Regions from separate parts of the Sus scrofa genome. Here region 2 is linked to region 1. The links are chromatin contacts, called in public HiChIP or PLAC-seq maps. All regions are on one chromosome and are shown on one strand. Each heading gives the region's core, a stretch centred on a gene start, on an enhancer-like site or on the middle of the called end of the contact. The rest is flanking DNA. Distances are from core to core; before and after follow the strand shown. Region 1 holds the start of RFTN2 (raftlin-2). Region 2 overlaps PLCL1 (inactive phospholipase C-like protein 1).

Region 1 (3,525 bases), core at 605-3,104:
AAAAGTATATGTACAGACTGTGTATGTCTCTGGAAGGAAGTTTCCTTGCTGGCTAGCTCAGTTTTTGACAAAGAAAAATGGGCTGCTCTTGCACAAAGATGCACTGTTCATAGAGCAACCAAAAAATAGAGAATTTGTGTTTAAGTTGAAAAGAAATTAACATAATATCCAGTATGATAATTTACTTAGTATAAGCCTTCTATTAACTGATAAAATTTGTGGCTTATTAGAATTAAAAGTATAACTTCGTAATAAGAGCTTAAGATACTGACATCTGGAAATTCTAACAGCAAGCAAGACACTCGAAATTTCATTCTTAGTATCCTGTAATTAAAGACATAGTTCTGCTCTTTTAAAAAAATGCAGTTTTATCATTGTGGTTGTACAGAACTCTGAAGTTTCCCAAAGAAGTGAGGCAAAGTATTTGTGAAGTAGAGCTGCCTCTGTTCCTTGCACAGGGCTGCCATCTGGGCTTGTTTATTTGTGTTTCCAACTTTCTGGAACAGGGAGTTTCTCTGTTAGGCACCAAGCAAAGGAAGTGTCTTACAGAAGACTATTTTTTCCCCCCTTTTTTCTTTTTTACTGTATTTTCAAACTTCAAGTTTAGTTTGGTCAAAAATATCAAGTGACTAGCACAATCAGAACATTTAACCATAGCTGGAAACCTCGGAATTGTCTTAGCAAACACTCGTCTACATGATGCAAGTAATATTTCTTGTATGCTACCTTCTTGTGCCTTGCAGATCTTTTTTCAAAACACAGACTGTCATTAAGGGTATAGCTGTTTGGCTTGGAAATCAAATCTTTTTCATATATCCTTCTACAAATAAGCACTTGATTTAAAAATGAAAGACATATTTCCAAGAACTTTTTCTAATTTTATAAAGTACATAAGAACCAAATTTACAAAAAAACAAAGCAAACAAAACAAAAATCTTTCAGAGTGGAAGAAACAAAGCATTACTGTTAGATTGACTGTACAATCTGATTATGAAGGGCAGTTTAAAAATTCACGAACCAATACTTAAAAAAACCAGTAGTCCCTTATCTTTGAAATCTTTCATTAAACAAATAAAAAGAAGCAAAAAGTACCTTGTAAAGTAAAATCCAGCAATACATATTCGTAAGCAAATTCTGCCTTTGTTTCCACTTGCGGTCTCTTCAGGGTAGAAAATATTTTTCCAGGGCTGCTATCATCAGGGTCTTCTAGCTTTCTAAGTCCGCACCCCATGGCAAAATCTGTAAGGAATTAAATTGCAGGATAGGGGAGGGAGAGCAGCAAATTCTGTTGTTTAAGCTGCAAAAAGAAAGTTACAGACTTAACTGCTTTGATTTTTTCAGCTAAATCATAGATATTCAAAAAGAAAACATTTGAGTCCAAAGAAAGGAGCAGAAGACTTCTATCCATTTTTCTGTAAAGTCGTTGAACCCATGATGATTAAGCTACAGCTCCGGGAGGCTGGGCTTGCTCTTAGGAGAAACATGCAAGCTGCTACAACTTAGCGAAGAATTTCCATGCCACGTCAATTTACAGCCAGCCCCCTACCAGAGTTCTGTCGCTCAGGGCACCAACAGTGCTTTGTCTATCCCAGTTGGCTGGATGATAAAGGAGGTGTCCAAAAACGGAAATAAAAAGACAAAAGTGCAAATTAGATGGAATTATCTACAAGTAGAGGATATATTCAGACATAGTGGCATGCAATTCTTTTTCTGTTTTCTCTTTTCCCTTTTTCCTGTGCCCACCCCTCCTTCTTCCTAGTTACTACCAAGCAAGAAGGGAGAGAGAGAGACAGACAGACAGAGAGAGAGACAGAGGGAGACACAGACAGAGAGAGAGAGAGAGAGAGGGGTTGGGGGGGGGGGAGAGAGAGAGAAATAGAGGGAGAGAGAAATGGATTCTCAACATGGTTGGAAACAAAAATCATTTCCAGAAAGGAAGTCAGCTTTATGAGAAAACTGTTTCTGGAGTCTAAAAGGAGACACGTTAAAGTTAAAAAAAACAACAACCCACTTTTAGTTTTTAGATAGCTCTCTTCAGGATTTCTTTCCACATGAAGTTTCGTTTTTGCTGGAAAAATCATATGCTAGTTAAAACTGCCACATATAAAAGTTTGTATGAAATATTATAATAAAAGACTTCATTTAATCACAAAGGAGAGAGAGAGTAATGTGGGGTAATTAGTTTCCCTAAACTTCTTTAAGTTTAAAATACTATTAGAAGGTTTATGATAATAACTAATAAACACTTCCACAAGTCCCAGAGCATCCTTAATTAAAAGAAAACAACAACAAAAGTGACAATTTGATTCATTCAGTCTTAGAAATTGCCATTTACCTGAAGTCAAGAACAATTTATAATTGTAATGGGTATTTACTGCAATGGGTACTTTACTATTTACAGGTCAGGTAGAATGGTGCACTCATCAAAACTGGGAGCCCTGGAATCAGACTTCCTGGATTCAAATCCTGCCTCTAGTGCCAACTAGAGACGTGATATTGGGCAAGTTACTGGACCTCTTCAAGTTTCAGTTTCCTCCCCTATAAAATGGAGCTAATAATAGTACTTACTTCATAAGCGTGTTATGAAGGTCGAATGAGATAATCTTATCTCATATCTTAACAGTACGCCTGGTGAATACCATTAATTTGTTAATGTGCTAACATTATAAAACAGAGTTGAGAGTAGTAATAAAAAGGAAATGGTTCTGCCACCATTCCTGTTATTCACAAAATAAACCTTGATCACATTTCAGATTTTTAAACACAAGCCTGAAGAGATATTTTGGTTATATAGACGAGGTCACATGAGAACTCTCAAAGGGGGGTAGATTATTTAGTCTGTAGATTGATGTGACCGCTTGTCCCTTCCTTCTGCTTACTCGTCTCGAAATAGTTTACTTTTTAGAAATATTTTTAACAGAGGAAAATTTCATAGTCTCAAGGATGAGTGTGGTTGGTGGTAAGGAATTTTTGGGTAAATTTGGCTAAAAAGACAGCAGACGCTAACCTCGTGTGACTCATTTGACTATTCCTAGTGCTTTCATGGCTGTCATTTTTCATGTCCTCTTTTGTAAGATGGGCTGTGAGCTCCTGGATGGCAGTAGTAGAATATCTGAAGTTCACTTGTCCCTGTTGCCGTGCCTGGGAGATTATTTATTAAGTACTCATTATACTTAATAACTGCCTGCTATATTGGAGGCACAATATTAGATGCTGTCTGGGTACACAAGCTGACTAAACATGGCCTCTGCCCTAAAGACACTTAAGGCTTAAGGTGGAAGACATAAACAGATAATTTCAATTTGATTTGGTAGCTGCTAATATGGAAGTAAGCATAGGATATTATAGAAACCCAAGAAGGGGCTTCTAACTCGGTTTGGAGAATGCTGTCTGAGCTGTCTTGAAGAATGAATATGCATAAGAGAGATAAAAAAAAGGTGGGGAGCGTGTGCTAGGAAAAGGGAAAAGCATGAGCAATATCACAGAATCATGAAACTGTGGCATGAACTTGAAGAAACACAAAGC
Region 2 (3,525 bases), core at 335-2,834, 440 kb after region 1:
CAATTTAACTATTAATAAGAAGTAGCCCCTTTCATATGATAGCTGCCTTACCCTCGTAATTAAAAAGATGAGCCATTGGGTGGAGAGGGTGCAAGGCAGTTGCCTTTTTGATCATGTCTTGCTAATAGCTATTTAGCCACTGCAAGGCCAGTGTGAAGGGTCCCTATAGAGCCACTGAATAGGCCAGTTCTGTACACACTATGATGCACTTCTAAAGGGGAGAGTTTCAGGCTTTTAAAAAGCATTATGATTTGGCAGAGGATAAAGAATACATGTCCTTGATAAAAGGACAAGTCTGTACCAGATGCAATATGGCTGTCATTGGGCTGCAGGTAATGACAGGCACATAGAAGGCAGTATGAATGGTGCCCCTGGAGCTGTGCAATACAGGACCAGATGTCACAGCAAACCACTTGCTTACTGCAATTCTCAGCACTGTGGCCATTAGGCAGCTGAAGCCGTTTTTGTGATCAGTTTACCCTGATTTTTGAACTTTTATTATTGTATCTATGCTCTTGTTCCAGATTTTTTGTAGATTTAATTTTTGGATGAATCAAGGAACCAATAATTTAAGCAATAGAATGAGTAATTTCTTAGAGTGAAACCTTACCAAGCAAATTACAGAATGAATTTTTAAAATATCCTTCTAATATTAGTAATTATCTCTATATATAGCCTTTGTCTGCTCTGGGGTTTGGGGCATCCTACATCTTTCAAGCCACTGTAAGTAATCTTTTTGAAATGGAAATAGTATGAGTTGGTGGAGCAGAGGTTTCTATAGAAGCTCCTTTGTGTGTTTGGCTTACAGCACTCATGAAGTTGGATTTCAGCGTTCTTAATTATACAAAGAAAGTTAATTTGATATATTGGAAATTTTAAACAGCTTTTTTTTTTTTGTTTGTTTGTTTGTTTGTTTTTGGTCTGTGTGTATGTGATGATGACCAACTGTTACAAAAGTTTAATTTGAAGTACAATTAATTACCTTTGTCACCTTCCTAAAGGTTGATGTTACTCTTCTTTCCTTTCTTGTTAGATCTGTTGACATAGAGGCAGATGATCACTATAATGGGAGAGAAAGAGCAGAAACAGGAAAATTGACAGGCGGTGACTTAACTGTTGTACTGAATGGTGCTTTTGTCAAAATGACTGCAAGATAATTCTTAGGATACCAGTCTTACCACACACACCTAAATTCATGAAGCCTTCCATAGTTGAATCATATTTTTAAGGTTTAGCTTGGGGGTTTTCTATTATTCAGCTCACTGGTGTTGAAGCAATTTTGTTGACATTTTCTGTAAGTGGATTATGCTCACAGTCATTTGCCCAAAGCAGACAGATGGCTTCTTAAACGGAGAGCACCCTCGCAGAAACCTAGCTTATGATATCTTCAGAAATATAACACAGGTCTGTCACAAAAGATAATGTTTGTCATTAATTTCTTTGGGTGACAGATGATTTCAGTTCATTTTTTGTTTCTCATCTGGCTTAAATGAAACAGCCGTTTGAAATGTTTTATTCCCATAGTGAGCAATGCTTCCGTGTTTTACACTGAACAATGTTGTAACTTCTCAATTACAAATAAGAAAGTCCAACTTTTGGAGGGGAGAGGATGACGCATTCTGAGGTTCGCCAAGGAAAATTCCCACATCAGTGCAATTGTTTCTCTTTTTTACTTTAAACGTTAGGTGATTTTTCATAGGCCAATGGGCGATTAATCCTGAATTTTATTCTCAACAGTATATTCCCCCTGACTTTGTCAACTTGTCTTTGTTAAACTTCAAAGTACTTTATGTTTCCTCACATTTTGGAAGGTAGAATACAGTAGACATCTATAACATTGTCATTTTTGACAGTGAAACATTGCATTTACTGAAAGCTTTAAATTTTCCCTTTATAGAATAACAGTAATAGTTAACAATTATTAGAGTTTACCATGTATGCCAGGCATTGTTCTAGATGATTCATATGTATTATCTCTCTTAATCTTAGAATACACCTAGAGATGGGTACAATTATCATAGCCATTTTATGGATAAGCAAACAGGCATCTAATGACCTTGCCCAATGCCCAAAAGCTAATAATCAGTGGATTTGAACCCAAGTAGTCTGACAGTGCAAGTGACACTATAATTTCACCTATTAGAATAGCAACATGGTTACAGTTCACAGCCTATAGGGCAGATTGTTACTATATGACAGAAATGTGGGATCCTTAGAACCAGATGAATTCCTTCATCACTCCTGGAGTGCTGGTTCCGCTCAGCTTGTGTGTAACATCTGGGGCAGCCATCTAAGGTGGGAGGTTTTTAGGGGTCTCTGAGTCCTGCAAAGAGAAGCAGAATCCTTGGATCTGAGAACTAACTGATGAATTTTCACATTAATAGCATTCTTTAAAACATTCAGCGGGTACCTGTAATGAATTGATTCATTTATAATCTTCTTTTTTGGATCTGATCTATTAGGGCTTACAATGAGATCCTAAAAATGAAAAACAATCATCTTCTCCACCCTTTCTCTACTCATGAATCTTCTATCATTACTTTCGTATTTCAGTCTTCTGAAAACTTGGCTCAGATTAAGATTATTCAATTTTTCCCAACACTGTACTCATATTGAAGACATAGGTCAGACATCGAAGTTTGAGTGCTAAATCAGTATTTATGCCTAGGACATTCAAGAGGTCCTATTACAAGATTTTTTTCTTTTTTAAACCAAATTAAGTCTTAAGCTATTTTCTTCTTTTCTGCAGAAGCTTTCTTCTTCTTCTAAGATCTATTACATGACATGTGCAACATACAATGTAATGCACTAAATACAAAGAAAAAAATCATGAAGTGAAGAAAAAGCTTCTGTTTCCTAAAATTACTAGTTATTTCCTTCTTATTTATTTTCTGTTTGAACCTGAGCAATATATTTATTTAGCTCTCTTGAGTCCATTTTTCTACTTCACTATGGTTTCTTATGTGCTTGCAATGGCATTTACATATTGAAATACATATTGTTTTGTTTTAAATGACCATTCTCTTGTTTCTCCCTTGTATTATAGCTAGGATACTACATTTACTTAATTTTTTTTTGTCTTTTTGCTTATTTCTTTGGGCTGCTCTTGCGGCATATGGAGGTTCCCAGGCTAGGGGTCGAATCGGAGCTGTAGCCACTGGCCTACGCCAGAGCCACAGCAACGCAGGATCCGAGCCGCGTCTGCAACCTACGCCACAGCTCACGGCAACGCTGGATCCGTAACCCACTGAGCAAGGGCAGGGACCGAACCCGCAACCTCATGGTTCCTAGTCGGATTCGTTAACCACTGCGCCACGACGGGAACTCCATACATTTACTTAATTTTTAATCATGTATATAACTAGATAATATTACCTGTGTCTTTCATTTTAGAATAATAAAGGAAACTTTACAAAATATTAATTTTAAAGGACCCTGGTTTTGATAGGGTTGACACCACAGGTCAAAGACAAAGTTTGCCATGTGATAGATGTTTAATAAATATTTGCTTGATGGATAGACAGA

The links. HiChIP or PLAC-seq counts read pairs in DNA pulled down with a chosen protein or histone mark.
Region 2: an H3K27ac HiChIP or PLAC-seq map of alveolar macrophages shows a contact between it and region 1. The contact joins the enhancer-like site here to the promoter of RFTN2 in region 1.

Annotation. Positions count from the first base shown.
Region 1 is chr15:101,499,072-101,502,596 of Sscrofa11.1, forward strand. RFTN2 (raftlin-2) reads right to left here and starts at 1,855. Exons shown (of 9, transcript XM_021075725.1): 1 at 1,093-1,855. The coding sequence starts at 1,231.
Region 2 is chr15:101,934,962-101,938,486 of Sscrofa11.1, forward strand. The region is part of intron 5 of PLCL1 (inactive phospholipase C-like protein 1); the gene reads left to right. Among named protein-coding and RNA genes, the nearest start is that of PLCL1, 310 kb to the left of the region's middle. Within about 2 kb of position 1,585, at least 3 of the 83 cell types and tissues checked have an H3K27ac peak or open chromatin away from gene starts, as enhancers often do. A contact at or near this core is called in alveolar macrophages, where this site is marked.